Regions from separate parts of the Oryza sativa genome. Here region 1 is linked to region 2. A link is a contact called in public HiCAR-type data. All regions are on one chromosome and are shown on one strand. The core of a region is the stretch at or near the end of the contact, and the rest is flanking DNA. Distances in the headings are between cores, read along the strand shown.

Evidence for each region. HiCAR-type assays count read pairs that join an accessible place to other places.
Region 1: a HiCAR-type map of leaf shows a contact between it and region 2, with 2.6 times the contacts expected there. The contact joins the promoter of LOC4334271 here to the promoter of LOC4334213 in region 2.

What each region holds. Positions count from the first base shown.
Region 1 is chr3:33,014,328-33,021,003 of ASM3414082v1, reverse strand. It overlaps LOC4334271 (probable LRR receptor-like serine/threonine-protein kinase At2g16250), which reads left to right and starts at 1,351. Exons shown (of 4, transcript XM_015777043.3): 1 at 1,351-3,068; 2 at 4,084-4,212; 3 at 4,823-4,845; 4 at 4,984-5,800. The coding sequence starts at 1,513. The coding sequence ends at 5,558. It overlaps LOC9267266 (small ribosomal subunit protein uS14), which reads left to right and starts at 6,357. Exons shown (of 3, transcript XM_015776997.3): 1 at 6,357-6,476. The coding sequence starts at 6,415. It overlaps TRNAQ-CUG (transfer RNA glutamine (anticodon CUG)), which reads right to left and starts at 6,186; the gene lies at 6,115-6,186.
Region 2 is chr3:32,571,521-32,578,512 of ASM3414082v1, reverse strand. It overlaps LOC4334213 (zinc finger protein 1), which reads left to right and starts at 1,345. Exons shown (of 1, transcript XM_015777827.3): 1 at 1,345-2,553. The coding sequence starts at 1,474. The coding sequence ends at 2,283.

The DNA of each region.
Region 1 (6,676 bases), core at 102-2,601, 440 kb before region 2:
TTACTTAAATTTTTTGAATAAGACGAGCGGTCAAACATATGCTAAAAAGTCAACGGCGTCAAACATTTCGAAACGGAGAGAGTATATTTTACTAGTAGTATTATAAATCTGAATAATTTGATTTATTTTGGGTTAAAAGGAATACATGTTTAGGTTCGTGCACCCATGTTTAGTCGTAAACTAGCTGCACTAGTATTTTCCAGACACTGTTGTGTTGGGAGTATTCCGTACAAAAGTAGGTGTTTAATGAAATATAACTAGAATTGTAACTGGTGAAGAGTTGATTAGAGTTGATGCCTTTGGTGTTGTGTCAGCGTGCGCGTCTCACTCTCACCCCTGTCGGCATTTGGAGTGGCCAATCATGCAAGCGTCCATGTACACAAACAATCTCGACGACCCAGGTGAAGACTTGGACCGGGCAGCGGCCTTCACAACTTGGATCATTCGGCGACACGGCGCATCAAAATCATTCGTCGACTGACAGCTATATGCTCGGACATACTATATGCGCACACACAACAAACGGAATTTACCACAAGTCGCTCGAGTGGTGAGTTTGGAATTCTTGCTAGATATAGCTAGCTTCAGCCGGTAACGAAAATAAGTAATCGTTTCTTCCATTGCTACTTTTCCACGTGCAGTTGCCAGGTTGTGAACTTATCATGTTGCTCTCTCGAGTCGCCGTCGTAGACTGAGTAAGAGTAACATATACACTCGTGTGCTAGACATTTTGAACGATTTTCTTAGAACAGGTGGAGCAAATTACTCTTTAAAGAAGATATATAAAGTGTCAAGTAAAATGACAGCTATCTATAAAACCATACGAAATAAGTGGAGCAAATTACATAAGTGTAAATGTTTATAACATTTCGAAGAAAATAACCTCGAGCGAACACGATGACACGACGAGCGGCACGCTTCCTCTTATCGTGTGTGTAAAACTGATCGAGACGCCACCTTCGTGAGCTTTCCTTTCCGAAAACGACACGAGCCTAAAAAAAGGCGAAGTGGGATGCGAGAGAACATTCCGTATCGCGCACTAGTAAAGAGTGGGTCCCACAGACAAGGCGACCTAAACGTGGGCCCCACAGACCCCATGGCCCACGTGCCAGTGACGCAGCGGCACACGCGGGGGGTGGGAATCCAGTCCGGTCAGACTCCACCATCTGTCGTTTAGAACCTCCCAGTGGGGCCCACTTGGCAGTGAAGTGGGAGGGCCTCGCAGTGGGGTCCACTTGGCAGTGAGGAGGAGTGGGGGGATGGTGGTCTCCACCCGCGTCCCCCCGCGGGCTCCGCGTGGTCAACTCGCCGGAAGCCGAAATAGGCAGGCAGGAGGCCGCCCAAAAAGGCGAACACCTTGCGCGCACCACGCCACCACCTCCACCTCCACTTCGCTCGCTCCCGCTCTCGCCATGGCCGCCGCGCCCGCGCCATGAGGTGGCCGCCACCGCCACCGCCACGCCACTCCTCTCCTCTACCCTGCCGCGCGGTGCTGTTTCCTCGTCCGTCCCCATGCTCCCGCGCTGCCTCGTCGCCGTCGCGGTTCTCCTGCTCGTCGCGTCCCACGCCGCGCGGGGGGAGGAGCGGCGGCGGCTGCTGCTCGCGAGGCAGGACGTGCTCGCGCTCCACGGCCTGCGCGGGTCGATCGGGGTGCGGGCGGAGTACTGGCCGGTGAAGCGCTATCCCTGCAGCTGGACTGGCGTCGTGTGCCGCGCCGGGCGCGTCGCGGAGCTCCGTCTCACCGGGCTCCGCCGCACCCGCGCGGGTGCACGGAGCCAGGGGTTCACCGTCGACCCGCTGCGGGAGCTCACGGCGCTCGAGGTTTTCAACGCCTCGGGGTTCCCGCTCCCTGGTCGGATCCCGGCGTGGTTTGGCACCGGCCTCCCGGCGTCGCTGGAAGTCTTGGACCTCCGCTCCACCTCCGTCAATAGCACGCTTCCAGCCGATCTTGGCATGTCCGGGAACCTGACGACCCTTGACCTCGCCGGTAATAGCATCTCCGGCTCGATTCCGGCGACATTGTTCCTCATCAAGGGCCTCAAATTTCTCGATCTTTCTGACAACAATCTCACCGGGGAGCTACCAAACGTGTCTATCTCTGCCGGTGATGGAACCGGAGTTTTCAACGCTTCCGGGAATTCGTTGTACGGTGCCATTGGAGATGTGCTTGGGCCCCTCAGGAAGAGATTTCGTCAGGTTGATTTGTCGAGAAATTACTTCACTGAGGTGATTGGAACTGGATTTGGGAACAGCTCCGATGGAGCAGTGGACATAAACATGAATTGCTTGTCCGGATCAAGCCAGCGAAGCCAGGGGGATTGTGAAGCATTCTACAAGAGGATTGGTGTTTCATTGCCAGAGCCACCAAATGCATTGCCATCACCAAGCAAGAAAGGGGTGAAGTGGAAGTATGTACTTGCCGGAGTCCTGGCAGCCGCAGCATTTTTGGTGGTTCTTTTCCTTGTAGCATTAGTGTTCTGCTTGATGAAGAGTGGGGGACGGCGACCGAGAGGAAGAGGGTTGGAGCAGAATGAGGAAGGGATTCGTTCGGGGCGCAGGAGTAGCAGCGTTAATCCTGTGATGCTGTCATCCATGGCAGCATCACCGGCAGCAAATGGTGCTGTGAAAGGTCTGCCTACCATTGTAGATGAGTTCACCTATGAGCAGTTGCATAATGTTACTGGGGGTTTTGGGGATGACAATCTTGTCAAGCATGGGCACTCTGGGGCCATTTACCTTGGTGAACTGGAGAGTGGCTTCAATGTTGTTGTCAAAAAGGTTGATCTGAAGAGCAGTAATAAGAACTTGGGGGAATTGGGCTTCCTTGCAAAGAATTCCCATGGGAGGATTGTTCCATTGCTGGGGCATTTGGCCACAGATGAGGAGGAATTGCTGGTCTACAAGTACATGGCAAAGGGAGACTTGACTTCCGCATTGCACAGGAAGTCAGTGGATGCTGAGGAGGGGCTGCGCTCGTTGGATTGGATAACAAGGCTGAAGATTGCCATTGGTGTTGCTGAGGCATTGTGCTTCCTGCACGATGAGTGTAGTCCACCATTGGTTCACAGGTATGCCTAGTGATATTATTGGCCTGTTAGCTAATTTGCTAATATAATGTGCAGCTGATTGGTTTATAGTTAGTGAAAATATTTTAATTGCAAAAAGCATATGATAACTGTGCTAAGAAAAGTTTGAACATTAACGCCATCATAAAAAAGAGCGCGGAAGTTCCACATGTTATTTAGCTCACATGAATTGCCAATTTAATGAAGAAGCTGCACTGATTATGGCAAGTGCGTGAGTGAAAGAAACAGGACAATTTAATATATTAATTTAAAACTGTTTCTAGTTACACATTTGATAGTCTTCTACTTAGCCTCTTGTGGCCCTATTGCATCAGTTGGCCCACTATTTCTTTTCTAAGAAGTATAGCTGAAAGGGGAAAACAATATGTGCGAAGCTTCCCTGACAAACTGTTTACTTGTGAGGACATGAAATCCCACATTTAAAATATAATATTATACGGACTATTTCACCAAGTTGCATTGGATCCATATCAGCACTACCAATACTATCTGACTGTACTTAATTGATTTTTAATGATTTTCCCCCAGACGAACTGCTTGCCTTTCTGAACTTTTAGAATGTTGCTTCTTGTTATTCATGTGCATATGGCTTGTTCACAACTTCTCATGTGCAATGTATCGTAGGAAATCAGGAAAGTTTCATGCAAGTATAAGTACTGTACAGTATGTATAATTCATTATATGATTATACACTGTCTAACTATGTGAGAAACTCATGTCTCTATCATGAAAAAAAATTGCTGCAGTTATTTTATGGAAACTTTATCTTTTGAGGTTTAGTGTCATCAATCATTGTAGGTAACTCAATGCACTAAATATCGATGTATTTGGTGCTAGTCATCTTTTATTCCAGCTGCATGACTTAGCTGCTTCATCTTTCTATTTCATTTTATTTTACTCTGCAGTTCTTATTTGATGCATGCTGTTCAAGTTCTTGGATGTTTTAATTACTTTCAAGCCAATCTTTTTTCCCCTTATCTTTTCATTATAACTGTAGAGATATCCAGGCAAGCAGTGTGCTTCTTGATGACAAATTTGAAGTGTGTCTTGGAAGTTTGAGTGATGTATGCACTCAACAAAGTGAGGGAAGCAGGAGTTTCTTCTCCAGGATGTTGAGATCATCGAAGTAAGACTTTTATATTTTATCGTCTCCTCATTTTTATGCATGAGTTTAGCATGGGTACAACTGTTCTTATGATCTTACCAATTGCTCTGAAAATTGAGTCCATCATGGCATATTCCTTTTAAAAGAAACTTGATTTTATGATCACCTGAACGGTGCTAACTTAAGGGTGCCTTTAGCACTAAAAAGTACTAAGACAAAAGCAATAACTTCTTTATGAAGTTAACACTTTAACCTAAGTTTAGTTATTGAACTGAAGGTAATGTACTGGATTTTGTTAACAAAATATGGCGGCAGTGTTTTTTTTTTGGGTTTGAGTATGTATAAGGGGACACATATTCATTTGTAAGTGTTTCTCCTTACATGAATTCTTGTCAAATGACTTCTAAAAAGGAAGTTCTCATCAAGAGTTAGTCTTGTAAATTAATGGCCAGACCCACACAAATAAAAGAAGAAACCCTACCACCTGCAGATCATAAAATATGGCAACCCACTTGTTATTTTGTTAACATGGCAACATCACGTTTGCTATGAAACTTTAGTCTTTGTTTAAATCTGTAAAGAACATCGGGGCCTTGCTTAAACACTGATATTCGTCTCTTTCTTGTGGCAGGTCTCTTGACAAGAACGCATCAGGTGTGTAAAGCTTCTGCATAACTTTTTTATGGATATTTTATAATCTCTACCATTATACTATACAGCTATTTGTGTAGGAATTCTAATGCGCAAAATAAAGATAACCTAACATTACTGTATGTATCTCTCACCTAACAGGTCCACCAGCTAGCTGCTCGTATGATGTATACTGCTTTGGAAAGGTGCTACTGGAGCTAATCACCGGGAATTTTGGTGTGAGCGGCTCAAATGACACTGGTTCAGAGGAGTGGTTGGCAAGAACACTGGATTTTATTGACGCCCATGACAAGGAGGGTCTTTCAAACATTGTAGACCCTTCACTTGTAGTAGATGAAGACCACCTAGAAGAGGTATGGGCAGTCTCCATTGTTGCGAAGACATGCCTGAACCCAAAGCCCTCCAGGCGTCCACTGGCTCGGTACATCCTGAAAGCATTGGAGAACCCGCTGCGGGTGGTGAGGGAGGAATTACAGTCGAATTCATCACTCACGAGTACTTCATCTCGAAGCTCTTGGCATTTTGCTTTTCATGGGGACTCGCGCAGGAGCTCGGAGCTCAGGCCAACATTGGGGCAGTCAGCCAGGAAGCAGTCAGTGAAGTCACAAGGAAGTGACGAGGATGAGGACGAGGAGGAGGATTCATTCTCCTTCAAGAGGGCTTCAAGGGAGATTCTCCCTGACCCGGTAGAGTTGGAAAAGGATGCAGTTGTGTAGAATTCACCACAGATTAGCAATACATGCTACTGAGATTTCATCTCAGTGTGTATAATTCATCCTCTGATGCGCATCTCCTGATGCCTCTAGGTGAAAAAACTGTGCATATAGGAGTTAGACTTGTTTCTCTTTTTCCTTTTCATTTCAGTGTTGTGTAATCTGTAACTGAGATTTTGAGAATAAGTGGAGCACAAGGGTGCGCGGTGCTTGAAATGCAAGCGGCCAGAAATTTTCGTAGACAACCATTTTGTCATTCTGGACTCTGGAGTGTGAATCGAAGCACAAATTTTATAGTGTAAGCCAAAGGATCAGAGAGATGAATGAATCGATCTGCGAAATGAAATTATATGTTGCTGATCCAGTCACTGCCGCCTGTTACAAGAACATTCTTCCTGACTATTTTCTGGGTTTTCTGTTCTCTGCTGCTTGGAAGAATAAGATTGTTGTCTGTGTTAAAAAAACACACAATAATTTAGTTTCATATTACTACAGTAGAAAACAATAAGTTACTCGCGAACGGATATTTTAGCACTAAAAGAGAATTAAAGAAAAAAAGAGGTCCCACCGAGATTTGAACTCGGGTTACTGGATTCAGAGTCCAATGTCCTAACCGCTAGACCATGGGGCCATTTTGAACACACGGATTTTTAATCTCTATATATCCATACTTGCATCTAGTCTAGCATGGGCCCCGGCCCATGATACGTTCACCTGAAAGCCCACTCATGCGACGACTTGTCAAAGCCCAACAAGCGAAGAAGCCGATGCTTATAGAGGAAGCCCGGCTACCACCACGCCAACGCGCTCATTTCGTTCATTCTAGGGTTTACAACTCACGACCTCCGCCGCCGCCGCCATGGGACACTCCAACGTGTGGAACTCGCACCCCAAGAACTACGGCCCCGGATCCAGGGTTTGGTAATCCTCTCTACTCTACTCGCGATCCCCCGCGCCGTGTTTTCATTCAGTTCGGTGACGAACCATAGGAGTATTTCTTCTATCTGTGTGCGTAGCATCGGGTCAGATTTGTCAGATTTTGTGGCGTGAATTCGCATGTTGCTAGATTTTATACTGTAGTAGTTTATCTCTTGCTTCCGGTAGAAAGGTTCGTGCGCCCT
Region 2 (6,992 bases), core at 96-2,595:
CTAGTGGCGCTCTAACTTATAACTGAGTGCATCAACGTTAAACGATGCGACAGTGACCTACCTAATCGGACCAGGTATAGCTGCTGGGTGCAGAAGATCCCGGCTGCCGATGGCAACCTCAGCGGCTGAGCCGACGGAAACTCACAGTCGATCAGTTATTTTTATTTGACCCCAAAAGGAGACCAGCCTGTTGGAATCTTCCATGAACGCACCACTTCCGGCCCAACTCCATTTGCCATTTTGCCTGGTTTGGGTCTGACTTGCTATCGGGTCGGAGCAATCGTGGATCGGAGCCGGAACCGTCTAGCTAGTGATCAGCACGAGGGCGATGACCACTTCGGCTGTGTCATTAGGCATGTGCTAATTAATAGCCCGCGGGGTTGAACCACTATTATCCATTTGACCCTCTGTCTTTTTCACACTATCACTCACGGTTTCTTCCTCTTTTATTCTCAGAAGTGTGGTAAACTTTGAAGCAACTACTCCTATACCTATATAGAGCCTTTCTCCACGCGTTGATAATTTTGGCCATTCCTAATCTGCAAACAGATCATCTACTCGCAGGAAGTAACCTAATATAGTAGGATAATACAAGTATATAGTCTTGCTCATCATCTCATCCAATCCATGCCACAAAAAAAAACTGACTGTGATGGTTTGCCAGTGTCCCGATTCAGATATTAGGTGTCAAAATCTGAACGGTTGCGTAGTTAATCTCTTAACCCAGCTCCAACTTGGCCACTCCAGTGTGCGGGCGGAAGTGTCGTTACCGGGGCGGGTACGCTTTGCACGCCAAACCCAAAGCCACCCGCAACAACCGACGACGACGACGACCGCTTCGCCACAGTCCACAGGCCACGGCGCGCGCAGCCTACTCAGTCCTCACTCTCCCCACCTCCCACGCAGCCACACTAGCTCCACTCAACTTGCGCTTCCCTTTGGCTTGCCCTCCCATCCCCGTGTCTTCCCAACCACGTTGACCACGACTTTTTCGTTGTGGCCTCGCCTCCTCCTCTTCCTCCACTCCACCACCCACCCGCCCGGCCGAACCAGCCAGCCAGCAAGCCAAGCCCACCCAATCACCCCAACCGCCTCACTCCTTCGCCGCCACTCCACCGGTCTCACGGTCGCTGCCACCCCGTCCCCACGACGACACGCCCCCACCCGTCACCCTCTCGCGCCCCGCCGCGTGCGCGCCCACGCCGCAACCACCTCGCTTGCCTTGCCCCCACCTACGACGCAACTTCCCACGTCTTCTCTTCTCTCCTCCTCCGCACACTCTCGCTCGCGCCTCACCCCTCCCCACTGCTTTAAAACTACCTCACATCTCACTCCCTCCACTCCGCACACCACACCACACCACACAGCAACCAGCCAGCTGCCACACTAGCTTGAGGCGAGCGAGCGAAGCTTAGCTAGCGGATATAACAAGTCGTCGATCTGCTTGCTGCTTTTGTGAATTGCGGTGGAAGCATGTCGAGCGCGTCGTCCATGGAAGCGCTCCACGCCGCGGTGCTCAAGGAGGAGCAGCAGCAGCACGAGGTGGAGGAGGCGACGGTCGTGACGAGCAGCAGCGCCACGAGCGGGGAGGAGGGCGGACACCTGCCGCAGGGGTGGGCGAAGCGGAAGCGGTCGCGCCGCCAGCGATCGGAGGAGGAGAACCTCGCGCTCTGCCTCCTCATGCTCGCCCGCGGCGGCCACCACCGCGTCCAGGCGCCGCCTCCGCTCTCGGCTTCGGCGCCCCCGCCGGCAGGTGCGGAGTTCAAGTGCTCCGTCTGCGGCAAGTCCTTCAGCTCCTACCAGGCGCTCGGCGGCCACAAGACGAGCCACCGGGTCAAGCTGCCGACTCCGCCCGCAGCTCCCGTCTTGGCTCCCGCCCCCGTCGCCGCCTTGCTGCCTTCCGCCGAGGACCGCGAGCCAGCCACGTCATCCACCGCCGCGTCCTCCGACGGCATGACCAACAGAGTCCACAGGTGTTCCATCTGCCAGAAGGAGTTCCCCACCGGGCAGGCGCTCGGCGGGCACAAGAGGAAGCACTACGACGGTGGCGTAGGCGCCGGCGCCGGCGCATCTTCAACCGAGCTCCTGGCCACGGTGGCCGCCGAGTCCGAGGTGGGAAGCTCCGGCAACGGCCAGTCCGCCACCCGGGCGTTCGACCTCAACCTCCCGGCCGTGCCGGAGTTCGTGTGGCGGCCGTGCTCCAAGGGCAAGAAGATGTGGGACGAGGAGGAGGAGGTCCAGAGCCCCCTCGCCTTCAAGAAGCCCCGGCTTCTCACCGCGTAATTCAGCAGCTGCATGGATCCGATCCGTCAGAGAGTTTTTGTCTAGGGAGTGAAATTCAGTCGAAACACACTATTCGTTGATTCGTTTTGTGCCGCTATTGTTTAATTTGTTCCTGCTTTTGTACAGAGCAAGCGAGTGATACATAGCCATACATACAGTCATACAGATATAGGTCTAGCTCTTCCTTGGTTCTTTGTAACACTGGAACTGTACCTGTATCTTTTACACTTTGTTCTTTGACAGTCATATATTGTAGACCATATTCGACCATACTTGGATTGTGTTTAGTTCAGCGTAAAGTTTGAATTTTGGTTGAAATTGAAGATGATGTGACTGAAAAGTTGTGTGTGTATGACAGGTTGATGTGATGAAAAAGAACCAAAGTTTGGATCCAAACTTTAGATCTAAACACAGCCTTGGAGATTGATTCGTGTGCAGTACTACAGTACGCTGTAACATAAACACAGATTGATTTCATGATCATATCTGCACAGAACCGAAACACCTCAGTCTCCCTTGCTTACAGACACGGTAAGAAACAGGAGCCTCTAGTTGATCAATTCACAACACAGAACAGAAGCAGAGAAGTGCACTCAACCTAACCCCCTTGTGCCAACCGCCAAGAGCTGCCAATCTAGACCGTTCTTGATCACGTATTCGGTGACGTGAAATCCGGATTAATTAACTGTTATTCCACCGTCTGATTTAGTTGGGGTCGGCCGTGGAGTGACATGTAACAGCTACCGTACCCTCCGGGGTTGGGAACGGACAAACCCCGGCTGGTTTTGCAGCTTTGGGAACGCCGATCGACGGCGCCCACTGGGGTAGTAGAGTAAGGAGAGGGAGGGAGGTGGTGGAAAGGCCGCGACAGCGACGGCGGGCGGGCGGCTGTGCGTTGATAACTTCACGCTTGCCGACCTGCCCGCGCGCGCGCGGTGGATGGATGGATGGATGGAACCGATCGCTTTCGACGAACAGCCGCCCGGGCGCACCGCGGCCGCCCGCATGGTTGGAATGGAACGGAAATATACGGAATGGATGAGGGCCGAGTTGGGCTTTCCGCCTCGTGCTGCCCCGATGCTTCTTCCGCTTGGCTGGCTTTGCTTGCCCGCGTACGAGGCGCGCGTTGAAGCGTCGACGGGGTTGGGCAGACGCGATGTACGTATCTACGCGGGGCATGTTTCACATGGCGTGGCGCGGGTTTCGTGCGAGACCCGGCGGTGCACACGTCTTCCGGGGGATTCGGGGTGTGCTCGTTCTAGACGTGATCTTGAGCTGACGACACGGTGATGGCATATGCTACTCCTACCCTTTTTTCTTTTAACAGGAAGTTGCTGCTGCCACGACGGGACGGAATTGGTGCGATACTAGAAGCATGTTTGGATGTTTCGTTCTACTTTTACCCATTCAAGGGGCGACGCATCCGTTTCCTTTCTCGGCTGAGCCAAGTCCAACACTCAAACCCGCTGCAACGCCTGCCTTCCTGGACGTTGCACTGCCAGTGCAGTGAGTTTTGTTTTTGCGACGGCTGGTGATCACATTCACATAGGCCGCGGCTCTTTGCAATTCCTTCCGTACGTGGCCTTGCTCCGGTTCCTCCTCTGTGCGCCGCGCGAGATCTCCTCGGGCGGCTGCTGCCATCTCACGCCCGGCGCCGCGGCGACCCCGCGATTTCTCGCCTGGCCACGCTTTCACTTCCACAGTTTCTCTCACCCACGCGGCTTCTTGCTCGGCCTGGACTCCAAACTCCAAGCCTAGGTGCGTTCCTTCGAAAATTGCATGGGCCGTGGCAAAATTCCATTCAGTTGTCGAGTCCAGATTGACTCGCCTTGTTGGAGTGCCTAACTGCCACTTAATTCCCAATCTTCTCGGAAGTCAGGCACATGTTCCGTAGGGCTTTGACAAGGCGGCAGGATACACGAAATGGGCCAATGGTGATTATTATATGGGTATATTTTCCGGAGAGAAGACTAATTTGGTGGTACACGAAGTAGTACTCTTTGTATCATCTTCTTTTAACACGCAACAGCTTTGCGCATCAATATATTAGAAAAGAGCAAACAATCTATAGCTGACCATACAGCATAAACTGGCAGTGGGGGCAAGAGATTAGAATTTATAGAGGCTGAAATACAAACAGGAGCGGATCTACCCATTATGTGGGGTGGGTCGACCACTCAGCTACGACTCGTATCGCCCCACACTCTCAAGACCCCCTTATCTCCTTATAGTAGTTATGGGCCATCAAAATTAGGTATAACAAGATATAAACACCCACCAGATTGAGACGCTTATACGAATGAACTATTAATACGATATGTGTTGTGTTCGATTACTCTTATCAAATGAACATCTTTGTTTTCCGTCCCAACTATATTTTAATGCCACCGCCACTGAATACAAAGTATGGATAGCTACTTAGCTAAACAAACTCCAAGACACAAAAATAAAAAGGGAGAGGAACAGAGGATCACACAGCGGAACGAGGGAGGCCAGAAGCAAAGCCAAGCTGCCAGCCCCCGCATCCATCAAGGAAGCCAAGCCAAGATGGAAGCGATAAGAGCCTGCACGGAAGTGAGGATGCCGTCGAACACTCGGGCGTTCCGCTCATTCCAAAGACGCCATGTCATTAGAATGACGAACGAGTCGAAGTCATGCCTCCAAACCTTGAGCAGAAGCTTCCTTGTATCATCATTTGTTGACTTACTGTTCGTGTAGTGTTCGTGTAGACGAGATGATTAATTGGCAGAGCTGCAGCCTTTTTTAAAAAAAAAAGAGAGAGAAAAGAGAGAGTAGGCCAGAGGGTTTTTCTTCAAAGAAACATGTATTCCTGGTGCCACCAAAAGCTAACACAAAAACTCTAGTTGTTGGCATGGGCTGATGGAGTGATGGGCATCTTGCAAGGAATGAAATGGACAACTTGTTGGGCTCAAATAGAAGACTGATCAGGCCCACAGGCTTCAACCATGGGACACAAGAAGGCCGAGAGCTCGTGCGAGTGCCAAACCGGATTGTTGGCCCAGTTATCGGCCCAAGATTAGCCCTTCTGTGAATCTGTGGTTATTTCGTTGTTTAGTGCAAAATGCTTCCATAGGCACCATCATTCGCAGTTAGACAGACAACTCTTTGATCATAGGTCGACAGGTAGGCCTTGGTGGCAACAGAAGGATAGGAAGGTGGACAAGAGAACACAGTTTCACATGGCTCGAGTAATACGGAGTACTGTAGTTGGTAATAACGAGAAAAGGCACCAATTATCACTACCTAGTAGAAACGTGGAAAATAAGTAGTGGAAGGCAGAGAAAAACAGTAGCAGTTTATCTACAAGATTATGTTCGATCTTTGGTTTGTAATGTCAGAATGTGATACTAGTTAGTGATTTTTGTCCTCTCTTTTTCTTAGGAGAGACTTTTCTCCAAAAAAAAAACAAAAATATTAGGGAATGACTCAATATCAAATAAATAGAAATAGAAAGTATGAGGCTTCGAATCCAAACTGACTAGCCCACTATTTTGTGGAGCTAGCCAGAAAATCCCTGGACGTTTCTCGAGATTTGGTTCCTGATTTTGTATCCTGAAAATAAATCCAATGCTACTTTGACAGTTCACATTGACGAGCAAAATGGGCGTACTCATTTTTAAAACTAGTGATTACTACCTTCTTGGGTTTACATAACAATTTTATCTTTGTATCTTGCGACATCAGATTCAGTTCTCCTAGACATTTTCACATCAACGAGCGTAGTGTTCTGATGAAGTGTAATCTGAAGATAAAATCAGGCTCACTGTATCAAATAATGCAACATCTTCTTCTCGCACGCTGTTGAGGTAGAAAAGTTAAGATGGGCCTACGAAACAAATAGTAAGTTAGCAATGAGAACACCACTGATCACAGAACTGTTGCATAAAAGGTCAAATGGTCGGCACTATGCTGGTATCCTTTCAAAGTTTCATCCTTTCTGTTCCACATGGCTTAAATCAGGATCTAAACTGGTCCCAAAGAGACCAGCTGGTAAGAAAGGATGTGGCAGGCAGTAGTAGCAGTCCAATTAACAGGAGGATATGCTATGCATGCAGATCGAGTAGTAATTCTGACAAGTGAGTGTGCCTGCCACTCGCATGTCTCACAGTCTCAGTTCATCTTTGTTCTTCTATCTGTTACTCTGTTAGGCTGGGATTCAGAAATCCTGCTCATGTATACAGGAAATTCAGGCCTTGTATATAGTTCTGTTAATTAATCTGTGTCCTTCCATTCATGATCCAGATTTCCAGTACGAGGCTACGAACATTAGCTTGGGGTCAATAAGATTACCAAATCTTGTTCGTTTGTTTTTTAGTCGATCCACTAGGCTGGTCAAGATTCTTGCAACAATAGCTTTGGAGGTGACTAGGTGAGGCCATCACTGGTAACATCACTCTACTTGAAGTAGGATTGGCCTCCTTTTTTGAGAGGTCCTGAAAGAAGTCAAGGTCTACTGGTCTTTGACCATACTCCAGCTTGTAATTAAAATTTTACAAATACTTTGCAGGATTTGATTTATTTCCTCTTCTTTGTTTCTTTTGAAATTTTTGGACGACAAAGGAGCAGCAGCCAATGCACAGTGTCCCGATCGAGCTGCAGGCCCGCCATGGGTGAATCCGAATGATTAGGCCACCATAAATACGGCGTCCTGGCGTCCGCATGACAACGGCGCCGACGACGTACGCCGC